Regions from separate parts of the Mus musculus genome. Here regions 1, 2, 3 and 4 are each linked to region 5. The links are chromatin contacts, called in public Hi-C and promoter capture Hi-C maps. All regions are on one chromosome and are shown on one strand. Each heading gives the region's core, a stretch centred on a gene start, on an enhancer-like site or on the middle of the called end of the contact. The rest is flanking DNA. Distances are from core to core; before and after follow the strand shown.

Region 1 (2,700 bases), core at 116-2,615, 550 kb after region 5:
AGACCTTTGAGTAAGTCTTCCAAAATACATTACAAAGGAGTCAGAAAAAAAAAAATTACAAACGGGAAAAACTTACCTTTGATCTGCTCATGTTCTGCTCCTCTTGGGGGAACTGTAGACACTGCTGACTGACCTGCTGGAGGAAAAGCTCGCTGAAATCGGAGATTAACTGGTCTACACAGGGACATGTCTCTCGCCTGGGAACCACCAAGTGAAATCGCAGCTTATACACACTGCAGAGGTGATAGGAAGGAAATCACAAACCTAACTCCAACAGGTGGAATGGGGGGTGGGAGGCGAGGGGGGGCGGGTACAGTTCTATGATGAACACTACGCTGCCTTCTTTTTATCCACGGGCATTTGGTGTAAAGGTGGGGGAAACAAGGGTACTTATTTTATTTCCTATTCAAACTGTTGCAAAATATGTCACAGTGAATGAGGATTCTGGGCACTATATATATATATATCTGGGATCCATGTTCCATGAGGTGACATACATGCAATCCCAACTCTCTGGAGGCGGAGACGGGAGGATCACCCACTACCAGAACAATATGTGCCACAAGGAATCCACGCCTCAAAAAAACTAAAACACAAAAAGGAAAAATGGTCCAGATGGATAGACGTCCGACAAACAGGGATAAAGCGTGGTTTGTTTTCAAACTATCCAACTAAACTTGGTTACTGCTGCATATCTTAAAAAGGGACTAAGGGAAGAAACTAGAAAACAATGGCACTCATTTCAACACAACCTTGATTAAGTCTCACACCTGTCGCAGACTCAGTCTTCCTTCACGAGCAGAAAGAAGTAAAAGCAGATTTTGAGCACTAGACCATTACGATGCCTCAAGGGCAGACTCGGGGGGGGGGGGGACCACAGACAGAGCAAGAGAGCTGATGGACGCTGAGTGACACCGTGGGAATCTGGAGCCCTTGAGTTCTTCAGTGCCTGCACTCTGTCCTCGGGACTGACCGTGCAGCCCAAAGCGATGCAGCTGTCCCGCTGTCAGCCCGACCACCTCGACCCTCCCAGGCGCCGCAAGCTGGGGACAGCGGGGTGCCCGGGTGAACTGACTGGGCACCATCTGTGCCCAGCATCCCTCCCGCAGCCCCGATCGCTCTGCGCCCTCGGGCCTCACCGAGCAGGCGTCTCCGCTGCCCCTGTCAGCCTCCGCGCCGAGCTCTCGCTAGGCCTCCCTAGCCCGCACAGCCGAGTCTGTTCGCTGCCGCCCCGGAAGCTCCGGCCTCGGCCCTGCAGGCTCGGCAACTCCAGCTTAGCGAACGCAAAGGCTGCGGGAGGGAAGGTAGCCTCGACACACCAGACCTGCAGGAAGTCACCACGGCGCAGTGGCCCAGCGCAAGCGCGGGCACGCGCACAGGCCGCGACGCGCATGTGCAGCATCTTCCCGGAAGTCCGAGTTCCAAGGCTCTCCTTTCTCCCCAAGAATTGCACAGAAACTCTGTGTCCCAGACGCCTTCGCGCGCCACTGCATCTAGGGATCCTCGCGCAAGAACTTACCTCCTCCCAGCAGTTTGGGGGAGGTGCTCTGAGAGCAATGGCTGCCTCCAGCCATGCTCTTACCTTCTTGTTTGTCCTCACTCCCTTTGAGCCTGGAGAAACGGCCTGCTGCGTGAAGTCCCAAGTCTTGTCCCTGGCTCAGGACTCCTAAAATAAGAGGAAGATTGTGTTAGAAGGAAAGAAAACTGAGTGTCATTCTCGATTAACCAAACTTCCTTGAAGTACTAGGTACAAGAAATAACCAGCTGTGCTTTACAAAGAAGGAGGCACAAACACTAATGGTGGGTTTCTAGAACATACGTCTAATGCCCAGAAACTCTAAAAAACAGAACCAGAAAGAGAACACAGAAAGAAGAAAACACCTACCTGCAATGTGATCTCTGAAAGGTGATATTTAGGGCCGGGCGACAATGACAGTTTTCAACGATGGTTACATTATGATGAACGGCTCCTCGATTTCTTATTGAATTAATGCAACGACGTTCTTGGCCTAGTTCTTCATAAAGACGTTGGCGTCAAAATTAATAACAAAGCCTGTCAATAGAAAAAGTTCTCTGCGCCGATGCAGAGAGTAACGTTTTCATCCCAGAAGCACCAAGCGCCTTGGAGCGCCAACCCTAGGTAATAAACTGCTGAGCAACCAGCAGGAGACAGAAGCATCACGAATCCCTCTCAGATGCTGCAGGGCACACATGGTCTCAGGAGAAAGGGTGAGCCCTCCTCCTCGGAAGGCCTGCACTGCCATGGGGCACCTTCTCCCAGGTTCTCACCTCACCTGGTCACTGAGGTGCCCACCTGAGCTGGCTCCTATCTCTTAAACCAAAAGCTTCCCTTCCCCGTGGCAAGCAGGGGTTACGTCTCTGAATGAGGGGCCTGGGCTAAACTCCCCAGGTGACAGGGAGATAGGAACACTCTTTTCTCCAGGTTTACATTGCACAGATGGGACTCAGGCCTTTCAGAAAAGGAATTCCTTGCTTGCAGTGAGGACATTCAAGCTCATATAATTTTTGTATTGAGAGAAGATTTCGGTTTGTACACACATACGGAACAAGGGTTGCCAGTCAACAGACTGAGATCCTTCTGCTCTGCACAGATAGGAGAAGCTCAACCTGTGTGGGCCATCCTAGGTCTACTGGCTGGACCAGCAGGCCTACAGGCTTTCAGCTCCAAGTCCTGACCTA
Region 2 (2,700 bases), core at 163-2,662, 640 kb after region 5:
ATTCTCCTTAACCTCTCATCCTGGATTCGAATGCAGTGTCAAGTTCACGGCTTCATCAGGCAAAAATCACTGTGTCACTTCAACACATCTTTCCACTCAAGTCCTGAGCCTAGGGCACAGCGCTGCAGACACTCAGAACGGGGTGCTGCACTGTCCATAGAAAGGAGTGTGCAGAGACACAATCGTAAAGGTTAAAAGTTAGGAACTCCAGAAAAGTCCCAAATCCAGGGGATCCACGTAAAGGATGTTTGCGTGGGGTCACGCTCGCGCATGCGCACTTGTGGCTAGTTACCTTCATTCCCGTTCACTAGCCCCACTGACTTAAGACCCTTTTTTGTCCAGAATGTCTTTCCCTGTTCACTACACTCCTCACCATCTGCCCAGTTTCCGGAGCCCCTATTCTCCAGGGTTGCTCCCTGGAGGTCATCCACGACCCCCCAGAGCAGGCTCCTCAACCAGGCCAGCTAGCCCCCTGGCCCAGCCAGTAGCGACAGAACCAAAACAAAATGCCAATGCCACCCACCCAGGCTGAGCAGGTGGGCTGATCCTCGCTGATACCTGCACCTCCTCCCTCCCTTCTTGTGTCCACATAATGCACCCTAGATTCTGCCAACGCGTTCCACCACCCATCTCGGGGGCAACAGATTTAGCAGAGAGAGAGAGCAGTCCAGCCAGCCTCCATTTACAGATGAAGCAGGCTAGGCCACGGCCCCTCAATGTCACAAAGCTGGCTGTAGGGCTCCAGGACAAGGTCTTTCCCTTTTCTTCCTCTCTCTGGGGGATGGGGGGAGGGTACCTAGCTTCCACTTCGCGCTAGGGCGGGAGTAATGACAGCCCTCCTTGGAAGGTGTCTCTCTAGGGGGCGGGGGCGGCTCCGGCCCAGCTCCCGCCCCTAAGCTGGAGAAGGCGGCGCTAGCACCCTGCAAAGGTGCAGTGCACGACGTCCCCGGCCCGCCCCCTCCCACGCTGGAGTCTGTACCCCTCTAGGGTGTTAAGCCATCCCTGACGTGCCGCGCAGGCCCAGGTCGGTATTGGGGGGATCTAGGGGCCTGGAAGATCTAGCTCGTGCAGCTGCAACTCCGACCCCACCAAGGACGGGCCCTGCAGTCCCGCGATCTCCCCACGGACACCGGAGGCCTCCAGCTCTCGAGCATCCATGACGGCCAGCCTTGCCGCCGCCACCGCCCCCAGCGCGCGCGTCCCGCCCGCGCGCACCTGCCGCATCCGCGCGCCCCACTCACCGCGCGCGCGCCCGGGCCCGGCCAAGCCGGAGCGAGACACGGACTCGTGGGGGGTGGGGGGCTGTGACCACCGGGGACTCCCCCCCGCACTACACAAAGTGACGGCCGCGAGCTGCGCGACGGCGGAGGAGGCGGCGGCGCGTGGGCACCGGAAGTGCCGCCCGCCGGCCCCGCCTTGTCCGCGCCCACGAGGGGGGCACTTCCGGTCATGGGGCGTCCCGGAGCTCTGGATGTAGACAGGGTGCTGCTGCGTCGCACCCCCATATGCATGGAGGATGGTTATAGCTACCCACAATGAGCACCCCCTGCTTATTACCTGCTCCTCTATGTTTCAAGGGACCCCTGCCCACGACGTCCAGCCCCAGCGAGCATCTCTTCTCGCCAGACGACAGCCTAAGTCTACCTTTGCCCGTGCCAGGACGTGTCGGGAGCCCGTCCTCCTGTCCACCGGACCCTCCCTGGATCTCCTGATGGTGGAGAAGGGTAGTGACCCCCAATGGGTATTCAGGCAGCGCTTGTCTGACCCTGACATGGGCAAGGGTGTGGCTGGGAGATTGATCCATTCTGGCTTTACTTGTGTGTGCAGGGTGTGGCAGACAGAGGGGCAGCCTATTCAAGGCGTGAGGGGGGTACTGTGGACTATAACAGTCAAATGCATGAAAGACTGGAGATTGAGGCCAGACTGGATTTATGTTCTTCAACTCCCTAATCTGTCATCCCCAGGCCTGGCAAGAATATTGGGAAATAGCCTTGCATGGCTTTAGACAGGTCGAACCTTGACAGTCCATTGATATATTCACGACTACTCAGGGCAGTGCTCTGTAGCTCCAAAGAGCCATCCATATTATGAAGTCCCTGGACCCCAAGCCTGCTGGCCACCTATGCCTGGAGTAAATGCCCTAGGTACCTATAGAGACCAACCCTGGACATGACCCTGGGGAGACCAGAGTTCTAGCCTCTGCCCTCTCTCCCCTCTTCCTTGGCCTCCCCTCCCTTATATTGAAAAGTCTTTGTGACACTCTTGTGCTTTTCTTGGTAGACCATGTAGACTGGATGCTTTAGGAGTCATAGCCTTTCTCATCTTAGGCGAGCCCTAACCCCTAACTGTGGGTTCTCTAGGGACCAGAAACACTCTTCTTTCCTGCCTACACACATTTAGGCACACATAGAAGGAAGCTGCTTGTCTCTCGGTTTTACTAGGATGTGTGTTCACATGTGTGCACATGAGCTATCTCCGTGATGACATTCTTACGCACCCTGGGTTTTCACACAGATGGGTTACCTACCAAATCACCTGCCTCTCTGCAGGATCCCTGGCAGGCTAGAAACCCAGGGAAGGGAAGGGGAGCCAACCTTTCCCTCTGGGAAACCCGAAGGAGGTGATGAATGTGTGTACCTGCCATGTTCCATGCATGTGCGTGTTCCTGCCATGTTCCATGCATACATGCATTCCTGCCAT
Region 3 (2,700 bases), core at 197-2,696, 700 kb after region 5:
CACGTTGGTGCTGGGGATCCAAGCTCAGGACTTTGTGCTTGCACAGCAAGCACCCTCACTCACCGAGCGAGCTCCCAGCCCACCAACCCCTTGTTTTTTGAGACAGGATCTGACTATGCAGGCCAGGCTAGTTTGGAACTCAGAATTCTCCTGTCTCAGCTTTCAAAGGGTTGGGATTCCAGAAGTGCACCACCACACCCAGCAATACACCCTTTTACATCTTTAAATATTCACATGGATACTGATAAAGTCCTGCAAAAGAACCTGCGCCGACCTCATCAGAATGAGCAACTCCTAGAGGTAGTCAGGGTCCCACACCCAAACTTGGGCATATTTAACAGGTCAGTGGTCATGATGTCACCCATCACCCTCCAGACCAGAATGATGAAATATAAAAAGCCCGTGTTAAGAAACTGGGAACACTGACATTGGCTTTACGAGGCAGGATTCTGGACCAAAATTCCAACGCAGAGAATCAAAACAGAAACTATTAACAAAAAGGAAACAAACAAAAAAATGCCATTCTCACAAGGTAACAGGGCTCCGGTCTACATATTTCTCTAGGTCGGACACTTCCAGCGGCACCTTTTGCGTTCATTTCCCTTTGCCACATCCAAGGAGAATTCAGATAGCAGCTCCGCTTGGGCAGCGCCGTGAATTTGGCACGCGCAAAACTGGCGACATGGTTGTTCCAGGAGGCTGGAACCGGCTGCGGAGACAATCAAACGCAACACTTACATACTGCTGAATAAGTCTCCATGGCAGAGTGCACTGTGAAAGGCATTCAGAAGTAGAGGATGCTGTACCGCTGCTGACCTGGGAAGAAAACTTCAAAGTCCACTAGTTTGGGGGTCTATCATCCCTCTAGCTGTCACTGTCACTGTCACTACGCCTATCACTGAGGCGCCCACACCGGGGTCCAGACGCATGGTGAGGTTGTCCACATGGGGTAGGGCCCCAGTCGTTTCCCTTTGCTGGACACTTTCCGGGTACATTATTCAAGGCCCTTGCATGCTTGAGGTCACAGAATCTGCAGCTGCGGGGAACCAGGGAAGGGCAGTGGTGAATGGAGCCCATCCCACAACCAGATCCCGGACGCATCAGGCTCAGAGGAGACAAGGGAGGCTCGGAAGCAGGCTGGGAGACGGCAACTACGTCCGGAGCCCGGACAACGACTGGAAGAGGAGGGGACACAGCGAGCGGGATGCAGGGGGCTCGGAGAGGACTGTGCTCTCACTCAAACACGGGGTCCCGACGGCCGCCGCCCAGCCGGGGTGTCACAGAGCCTTCCGGAGCCGCCTTACCCCAAACCGGGCCAACCGTCCGCCGCTGCCGGCGGACCCCAGCGGAGCGCTCCCCAAGACTTCCGGCGCGTCCATGGCGTCATCAGTGCCCGCGACGGAGGCGACTTCCGACGGAAAAAGTAGCGGGAGGCCGGAAATTATTGTCTTTGGCCTCTGGTTCTGCGAGCCGATTGTGTTTTCGTACCGTCGTAGGTTTTCTTTCTCTTTTCTTTTTCTCTTAACGTTTGTCTTTCTCCCTCCCTCGTCCTCTGCTCTCTCTTCCTTCGCACTTTTATTATTACTTGACAATTTACTGCCTATGTACGAGTCCTTCGTTCTCCCAACCCCGTCCCATTTTCGTGGCCTTGATTTGATTCTTGTGGGTGTGTTTGCTTGTTGTGATCCGCTGAGTGTAATTCTGATTTCTTGTATGTGCGTAGATTTAAAAAGCTATTTTCTTTTTCTTCTTTAAAAAAAAAAAAAGATTTGTTTTATTTATTTTATGTGAGTCCAATGTCGCTGTCTCCAGACACACCAGAAGAGGGCATCAAATCCCATTACAGATGGTTGTGAGCCACCATATGGTTGGGGGGATTTGAACTCAGGACCTCTGGAAGAGCAGTCAGTGCTCTTAACCGCTGAGCCATCTCTCCAGCCCTAGCTATTTTCTTTTTAAGAATTTCTTTCCAAAATATGATCTCAGCTAGGCATAGTGGCCCATGACTTTATTCACCGCCCTAAGGAAACAGAGGCAGGTCTCTCTGAGTCAGAGGTCAGCCTTGTTTACATGAGTTCCGGGACAGGCAGGGCTACATAGCTAGACCTTTTCTAAAACAAAACAAAACAAATGAGCAAACAAAATTAAAGTCCCACCAAATTATACCAGGCTGGCCTTGGGCTTTTGAACCTCCTGTCTCAGCCTAACTTTGGTTGGGATGGCAGGCACACCTAACACAGGAACTGGAATTTTCGAGCACTTTTGACAGAATATGAAGGCTGTCTTGGGTCGGTGCAGGAGAACTGCTGGACTGTGCCGAGCCTTTGCATGTCCTGGCGGGAACTCAGCAGTAACCCTTGACCACCCAGCAGGTACCTAGACAGGGACACCTGTGTCTTCCTGGCAGACACACCACTGGGCCCTGTCCCAACAGTCCCAGCATGTTCCACTGCAGGGGTCACAGTATGTCCCCCTGTGAGTCAGGTTCTGCTGACCGCATGCCCCTACTCCTGCCATCTCTGTGCACAGCTTTAACGTCCTCCCTGTGGGGAGCAGTGACTAGTGTTTTATCCCTGAGGATAAAAAGGCTGTTTTGATAATGGGCAGGCTTGGCTTGAGAGGAGCTGCTGCTAAACATAGCACTGAGAAGGTTCCTGGAGGGGATGGGGGTGCTGCTTTGTCTGAGTGCCCCCCAGGTCC
Region 4 (2,700 bases), core at 186-2,685, 610 kb after region 5:
AGCCCCTTTTCTTAATACAAAAATTATATGAGCTTGAATGTCCTCACTGCAAGCAAGGAATTCCTTTTCTGAAAGGCCTGAGTCCCATCTGTGCAATGTAAACCTGGAGAAAAGAGTGTTCCTATCTCCCTGTCACCTGGGGAGTTTAGCCCAGGCCCCTCATTCAGAGACGTAACCCCTGCTTGCCATGGGGAAGGGAAGCTTTTGGTTTAAGAGATAGGAGCCAGCTCAGGTGGGCACCTCAGTTACCAGGTGAGGTGAGAACCTGGGAGAAGGTGCCCCATGGCAGTGCAGGCCTTCCGAGGAGGAGGGCTCACCCTTTCTCCTGAGACCATGTGTGCCCTGCAGCATCTGAGAGGGATTCGTGATGCTTCTGTCTCCTGCTGGTTGCTCAGCAGTTTATTACCTAGGGTTGGCGCTCCAAGGTGCTTGGTGCTTCTGGGAAGAAAACGTTACTCTCTGCATTGGTGCAGAGAACTTTCTGTTTTGGTAGACTTTGTTATTAGTTTTGATGCCAACGTCTTTATGAAGAATTAGACCAAGACCACTGCTGCATTAGTTCTGTAAGAAGTCGATGGAATGTTCATTGTATTGTACCATCTCTGAAAACTGTCATTGTCGCCCGGCCCCAAATGTCACCTTTCAGAGGTCAATTAACAGAGAGCTATTTTCCTTCTTTCTGTGAGTTCTTTCTGGTTCTCTTTTTAGTTTCTGTGCATTAGATGTGTGATATAGAAACCCATCATTTGTGTTTTCTCTTCCTTCCTTTTTTGCATCTGCAGCTTCTGTTGTGTCTCCATCAACTTTGGAAGCAGATAGGACAAGAGCACTTTTGCATTATTCAGGAGGGCCGGTGAAATCTGAGAGGAATTGACTGACCATAGGGTTCCACGTTTGAGCATTGTTGCCGGACTGCAAACATCAAGTTGGAGAAGTCATTTGACAAACACGTTTTTTCTCCCTTTCTATGTGTGCCTTCTGGTGCTTTTAGAACTTTTATGCATTTGTTGTATGATCTGGCAAAGCCACTGTTTTTGTCTTCTTTCTTTTAAAAGAGGTGGTAGACACTTCTTATACTTAAATGTTTGATGGAAACTTCTAGCACTTCAGTTAAACAGAGCGTGACACATTTTTTTTCCTCTCTCTTTCATCTGTTAGAATCTGCCTTTTATCTAAAAGCACCAAGCTGGGAGAGGTCTGGGTAAATGGATATAACCCCTCAAGCCATTCCTGGAGGTTCAAAGTGAGGAAAATCACGAAGGTTACTGTTGCTCTCAGCTCGGTACCCACAAGCTGCTGAAACGAGGAGGAGACTTGTGCGACGATCCCTGGAAGCCTAAGAGTTCTGGGCGGCCCCTCCCCAAAGATGAAAGGAAGACCACAGGGACCAGCCCAGTGGCACGCATGCTGCGCGTGCGCACTTCTGTTTGTGTGCATGCTCGCGCAAGCGCACGTCCGCTGCGCTGGCCTGGCTTCCTGCGGTCTGTGTCTCTACGCTCGCAGCTTTGACTTGCGCGAGCTGGAGTCGCGAGCCTGCGGGCCGAGGCCGGTGCGTCCGGGTCGGCAGCAGGCGAACGCAGCTTTGCAGGCCGGGGAGGCCGAGGGCCGGGCTGACGGGGGCAGCGAGACCCGGGCCCGGCGCGGCCTCCTAGGTGAGGCCTGAGGGTGCAGATCGCGGCCGTGAGAGGGAGGCTGGGTCCGTCTGATGGCTTGCAGGGGGGCCTGAGACCGCTTGCCGAGGCCTGAGCGATCAGCGCCTGCGCGATGCCTCGGCCCCCTCCTGTCCTCAGCGTGCGGGATCCGGGACGGTAGCAGTGGTCGTGTTGATGGCTTTGGGCTGTCTAGATGGCCCGAGGATGAGGCGTGTGGGCATAGGAGCGGTCAGTTCAGTGACCTGAGCTGTAGAGGCGCTGTCCAAACTCCTACCTCACTTGACATCCCTGCCTCCCAGGGCTTCTAAGTCTCATGATGTTACTGGGCGCCATCGGCACCCTTGCTGTGCCTGTTAGTTTTCCCGATCCTCTCCCTGCAGCATCCTGTGGTCTAGTTCAGGAAAAGTTTGTGTTTGCGTCTGTTCATAGGGGAAGACTGTGGGTCTGCGATAGTGGTGACATAACCGAGGTCACGCAGAGGGTTTGTTAGTGGGAGTGCTAAGTCCCGGGCCGACGGCGTTCCTTTTGTCATATTAAAGTCGTGGTCACAGTATCACGTAATTGTATATAAATACAGTTCCCACCAGGTTAACTTTTGTTTTCAGAGCAGCTTGTGAGTATTCTTTTGTATCCCTTAGTAAATGGCAGTTATTTAACTAGCATTTCTTGTTCATTTCTTGTTAATTCACCTCGTCAGCTGCACTCATTCATTCCCCCCAAGTCCCAACGCACAGTTGCAATTCTCCAGTCCTTTCTGACAGCCAGTGAGACCACCATCCCTCCGGTTTTCTTCTGGGAATGTTCCAGGAGGTTTGTGTGCAGGATTCCCCTCTTTCCACGCCCACTCATAATGACGTTGTTTTTCCTTCCCCAGACCCGGCTGCATTAGTCCTTCTACAGACTTTTCCTACTGCAGCGGAAGATGAATACATCCTTAGTAAGTCTGGCTTTGTTTCCGTTGTCTAGTTTGGTTTACTACACTCGAAGAGGCAAAGGAGAGATCAGACTTTAAAGGGGAAAATAGATAAAACAGAAAGAGATAAAAGAA
Region 5 (2,700 bases), core at 23-2,522:
CAAGGGTATGTATGATCTCCGATAGGTCTTCCAGTGGAAGACCATATCCAAAACTATATAGGCAACACAAAATGGAATTGGTGGGTTTAAAAAAGAAAGACTGAAAAAAAAAAAGACATAAAGTTGGGTGGGTAGGGAAGAAGAGTGGATCTGGGTGGTGGTGAGGTTGAATATGATCAAAATGCTTTGCATGAAATTCTTAAAGAATTCATTAAAAAAAAAAAAAAGAAAAGCTGGGAATCGTAGCACATTTAATTCCAGCACCAGAGGGCAGAGGACGGAGGGCAGATGGCCGAGGGCAGTATATTTCTATGCATTGAAGATTAAGATGGTGAGTTCCAGAAGAGCCAAGGTCTCCAAAGGCTAAAGCAAACCATTTTAAAGGCTACTTTAAACAAGCGTGGTGGTGCAGCTCCATAATCTTTTAAGAGGTAAAGGCAGGAAGACCGGGAATTCAAGGTCAACCTCAGCTACAGAGTCCAAAGCTAGCCTAAGATAGATGAGCCCCGATCCAAAGACAACAAACAAAACAAAAACACGAAACAGGAAGGGTGGGAAAGTGTGCGCCATCTTTTCCTCAACAACTTTGCCATCTTTGCCCCTCTGGCTGTACTAACAAAGTTCGACTTTGCTCCCCGCTTAACTGTCCTCAAGGACAGCACACTGCTCTTGGGAACTACCAGCCTCTTGCCTAGAGGTTCAGTTCTAACAGCACAGAACAAGTCTCTCTCTTCTCCAGGACCTTCGCCACCAGAACATTTCTATCTCCTTGAAGGGAAGAAGAGAAAGGAAAGAAGGGAAGCAGCGGGAAGGAGAGAAAGGTGCTTCCCATAGACTGTTGCACGGACCAATACATTTAAAGTAGAATCCTGTCCCAAGGACCGTGACCGCACGCGCCTTTCCAGTCTCAGACCCAACATTTGGCAAATCGTTTGCAGTTCTGCGCCTCGCTTTTCAAATCTGCAAAACGGACGTGCGACATTCTCTTCGAGCAACGCGGTGCGCCAAAGTTCCTAGAACAATGATCAACGACTCAGGACCAACGAGGTAACTCGCCGTTCTCAGACAGCAAGCCCCCGCCCACTCTCCGCCACGCGCAGGCGCACCCACCAGCGCACCTTTATGCATGCGCAGTCGACCGGAAACACCCGCGGATGCCTGCGGCGAAGAGGCGGGGCCTACGCAGCGGGCCTGCGCGGAACGCCGCCGTGCGACGCGAGGGTGGGCGGGACCGCGCAAGCGCGCAGCCCGTCCCGGCTCTGGAGCATAAACAAGAGTGGGGACGGGATGAGGCGGCAGTTGGTCCCCGCGCAGCGAGAGGCGGCGAGCGGGGCGACCTGCCGGACCGGACGTCGATCCTGAGTGTAGCGTGCTCCCGCGGGCCGCCCGAGTCGAGCTGCGCGCGCTCCCGCCAAGGGGGGTCCGAGGCCGTCGCGCGCTCGCAGCCATGAACCTGGCGAGCCAGAGCGGAGAGGCCGGCGCCGGCCAGCTGCTGTTCGCCAACTTCAACCAGGATAACACGTAAGGCCGGGCGCGGACGCGGGGCCGGGGCAGAGACCAGGGCTGGTCAGGTTGAGGGGTATGGGCGGGGGGCGTGCTGAGCCCGCGCGGCCGCTCGAGCGCTGCTGCCTCCTGGGCCGGGGGAGGTGATGGAACTCGGGGTGCCCCCATCCACCTGTCCTGAGACCTGGCCTTTCGCAAAGTTAGGAAGGAACTGTGCACGCCGGTTTGCGCCTGTCACCCGGACTCGGTTTTGCGGCCATCCTGGGCATCGCCCGCCTCCCCCTTTCTATACATCTGTATCCTCACTGCTTCTGTCGCTTTTCATGGCTTTTCTTTTTCTGTTTGCTTATTTCTTCTCTGCCGACCTTTCTGGCAAGTAACTTTGGTCTCCTCCAAAAAAGGACCAAACGGCAGTAGTAATCCAGGCCTTCGATCTGAGACTTTATCCTCAAGGGGTCTGGGAGCTTCAAAAGGGGGTGAGGTGGGCTATTCCTGGGGTAAAAAAGAACCTTCGTACCGGTCCACTGTTTTACCGGACTGAACTCCTGTAGTTCCCCATCTGGTTCTTCAAGGCTGCCTCGTTGGCATACCTGGAAGGTAGGTAATAGATGAGGTTTCTGATGAAGGATGGATGAGTTATGGGACTGGAAGGGAGAAGAGCCATCTTGGGAAGTGAGTAAGAGGAAGTGATGTAAGAGGAGGAGGAATGGGTCACTTGGCATCACACTAAGTAGTTGGTCGCTACTGGCACAATAGCATTAGCAAGGCAGGGACTGAGGCTTTTGTTTTTCCTCACTTAAAAGTTAGATTGGAGAATGGCAAGTACCTGTGTGGAGGGAGGTGCAACAGGTGCTCAGTTGGACCTTTAGACGAGCTCAAGAAGGAGGTGCTGTCCTGAAATTGGGACCAGCCACAAATGAGACTGTGAAGTTCAGAAAGGGCTAGAGTCTGTCAGGATCTTAAAGTTGGCTAATAGTGGGATGGGGCAGGCTTGGGTTCTCATCCCCTGAGGTTGCTCTCCTGGTGTTCTTTCCGTTGTAACACACTGGGTCTTTTCTACATTAGAACAGAATGCTAAAGACACTGAGTCCAGAAGTAATAGTGGACCTGGGCACTGGAGAGCTGGTTCAGTGGATAAAGCACTTGTCACACAACTCTGAGGCCCAGAGTTGGGATCCCAGCACCCATAGAAAAGCT

The links. Promoter capture Hi-C pulls out the DNA fragments that hold promoters and counts their contacts. Hi-C and Micro-C count contacts between places; a contact is called where the count stands out from the background. Capture Hi-C pulls out chosen DNA fragments and counts their contacts.
Region 1: a contact with region 5 is called in a promoter capture Hi-C map of liver, with 2.4 times the contacts expected there. The contact joins the promoter of Rbak here to the promoter of Wipi2 in region 5. A contact is called at or near these places in 4 of 39 promoter capture datasets (liver, maxillary cranial neural crest and pre-B cells), 3 of 484 Hi-C or Micro-C datasets (CD4 T cells, CD8 T cells and embryonic stem cells), 2 of 115 datasets of contacts at active chromatin or transcription factors (bone marrow-derived macrophages and large pre-B cells) and 2 of 9 other capture datasets (adipose tissue and liver).
Region 2: a promoter capture Hi-C map of liver shows a contact between it and region 5, with 2.4 times the contacts expected there. The contact joins the promoter of Zfp316 here to the promoter of Wipi2 in region 5. A contact is called at or near these places in 4 of 39 promoter capture datasets (embryonic stem cells, liver, pre-B cells and 1 more) and 2 of 9 other capture datasets (adipose tissue and liver).
Region 3: a contact with region 5 is called in a Hi-C map of regulatory T cells, with 2.9 times the contacts expected there. The contact joins the promoter of 0610040B10Rik here to the promoter of Wipi2 in region 5. A contact is called at or near these places in 3 of 484 Hi-C or Micro-C datasets (CD4 T cells and regulatory T cells) and 1 of 9 other capture datasets (adipose tissue).
Region 4: a contact with region 5 is called in a Hi-C map of pro-B cells, with 5 times the contacts expected there. The contact joins the promoter of Zfp12 here to the promoter of Wipi2 in region 5. A contact is called at or near these places in 1 of 39 promoter capture datasets (liver), 4 of 484 Hi-C or Micro-C datasets (B cells, CD4 T cells, muscle stem cells and 1 more) and 2 of 9 other capture datasets (adipose tissue and liver).

Annotation. Positions count from the first base shown.
Region 1 is chr5:143,179,410-143,182,109 of GRCm38.p6, forward strand. It overlaps Rbak (RB-associated KRAB zinc finger), which reads right to left and starts at 1,366. Exons shown (of 5, transcript NM_001045482.2): 1 at 1,140-1,366; 2 at 77-133. The coding sequence starts at 91. Spdye4b (speedy/RINGO cell cycle regulator family, member E4B) reads left to right here and starts at 1,608. Exons shown (of 8, transcript NM_001384193.1): 1 at 1,608-2,229. The coding sequence starts at 2,212.
Region 2 is chr5:143,268,610-143,271,309 of GRCm38.p6, forward strand. It overlaps Zfp316 (zinc finger protein 316), which reads right to left and starts at 1,413. Exons shown (of 7, transcript NM_017467.3): 1 at 1,242-1,413.
Region 3 is chr5:143,327,862-143,330,561 of GRCm38.p6, forward strand. It overlaps 0610040B10Rik (RIKEN cDNA 0610040B10 gene), which reads left to right and starts at 1,447. Exons shown (of 2, transcript NR_027874.1): 1 at 1,447-1,492. It overlaps Zdhhc4 (zinc finger, DHHC domain containing 4), which reads right to left and starts at 1,377. Exons shown (of 8, transcript NM_028379.5): 1 at 1,305-1,377; 2 at 530-709.
Region 4 is chr5:143,233,728-143,236,427 of GRCm38.p6, forward strand. It overlaps Zfp12 (zinc finger protein 12), which reads left to right and starts at 1,436. Exons shown (of 5, transcript NM_001289589.1): 1 at 1,436-1,652; 2 at 2,527-2,589. The coding sequence starts at 2,575. It overlaps 4930448H16Rik (RIKEN cDNA 4930448H16 gene), which reads left to right. Exons shown (of 5, transcript NR_040700.1): 5 at 783-1,021. Gm38735 (a long non-coding RNA gene) reads right to left here and starts at 803. Exons shown (of 3, transcript XR_868668.3): 1 at 407-803.
Region 5 is chr5:142,628,312-142,631,011 of GRCm38.p6, forward strand. Wipi2 (WD repeat domain, phosphoinositide interacting 2) reads left to right here and starts at 1,273. Exons shown (of 12, transcript NM_178398.4): 1 at 1,273-1,521. The coding sequence starts at 1,448.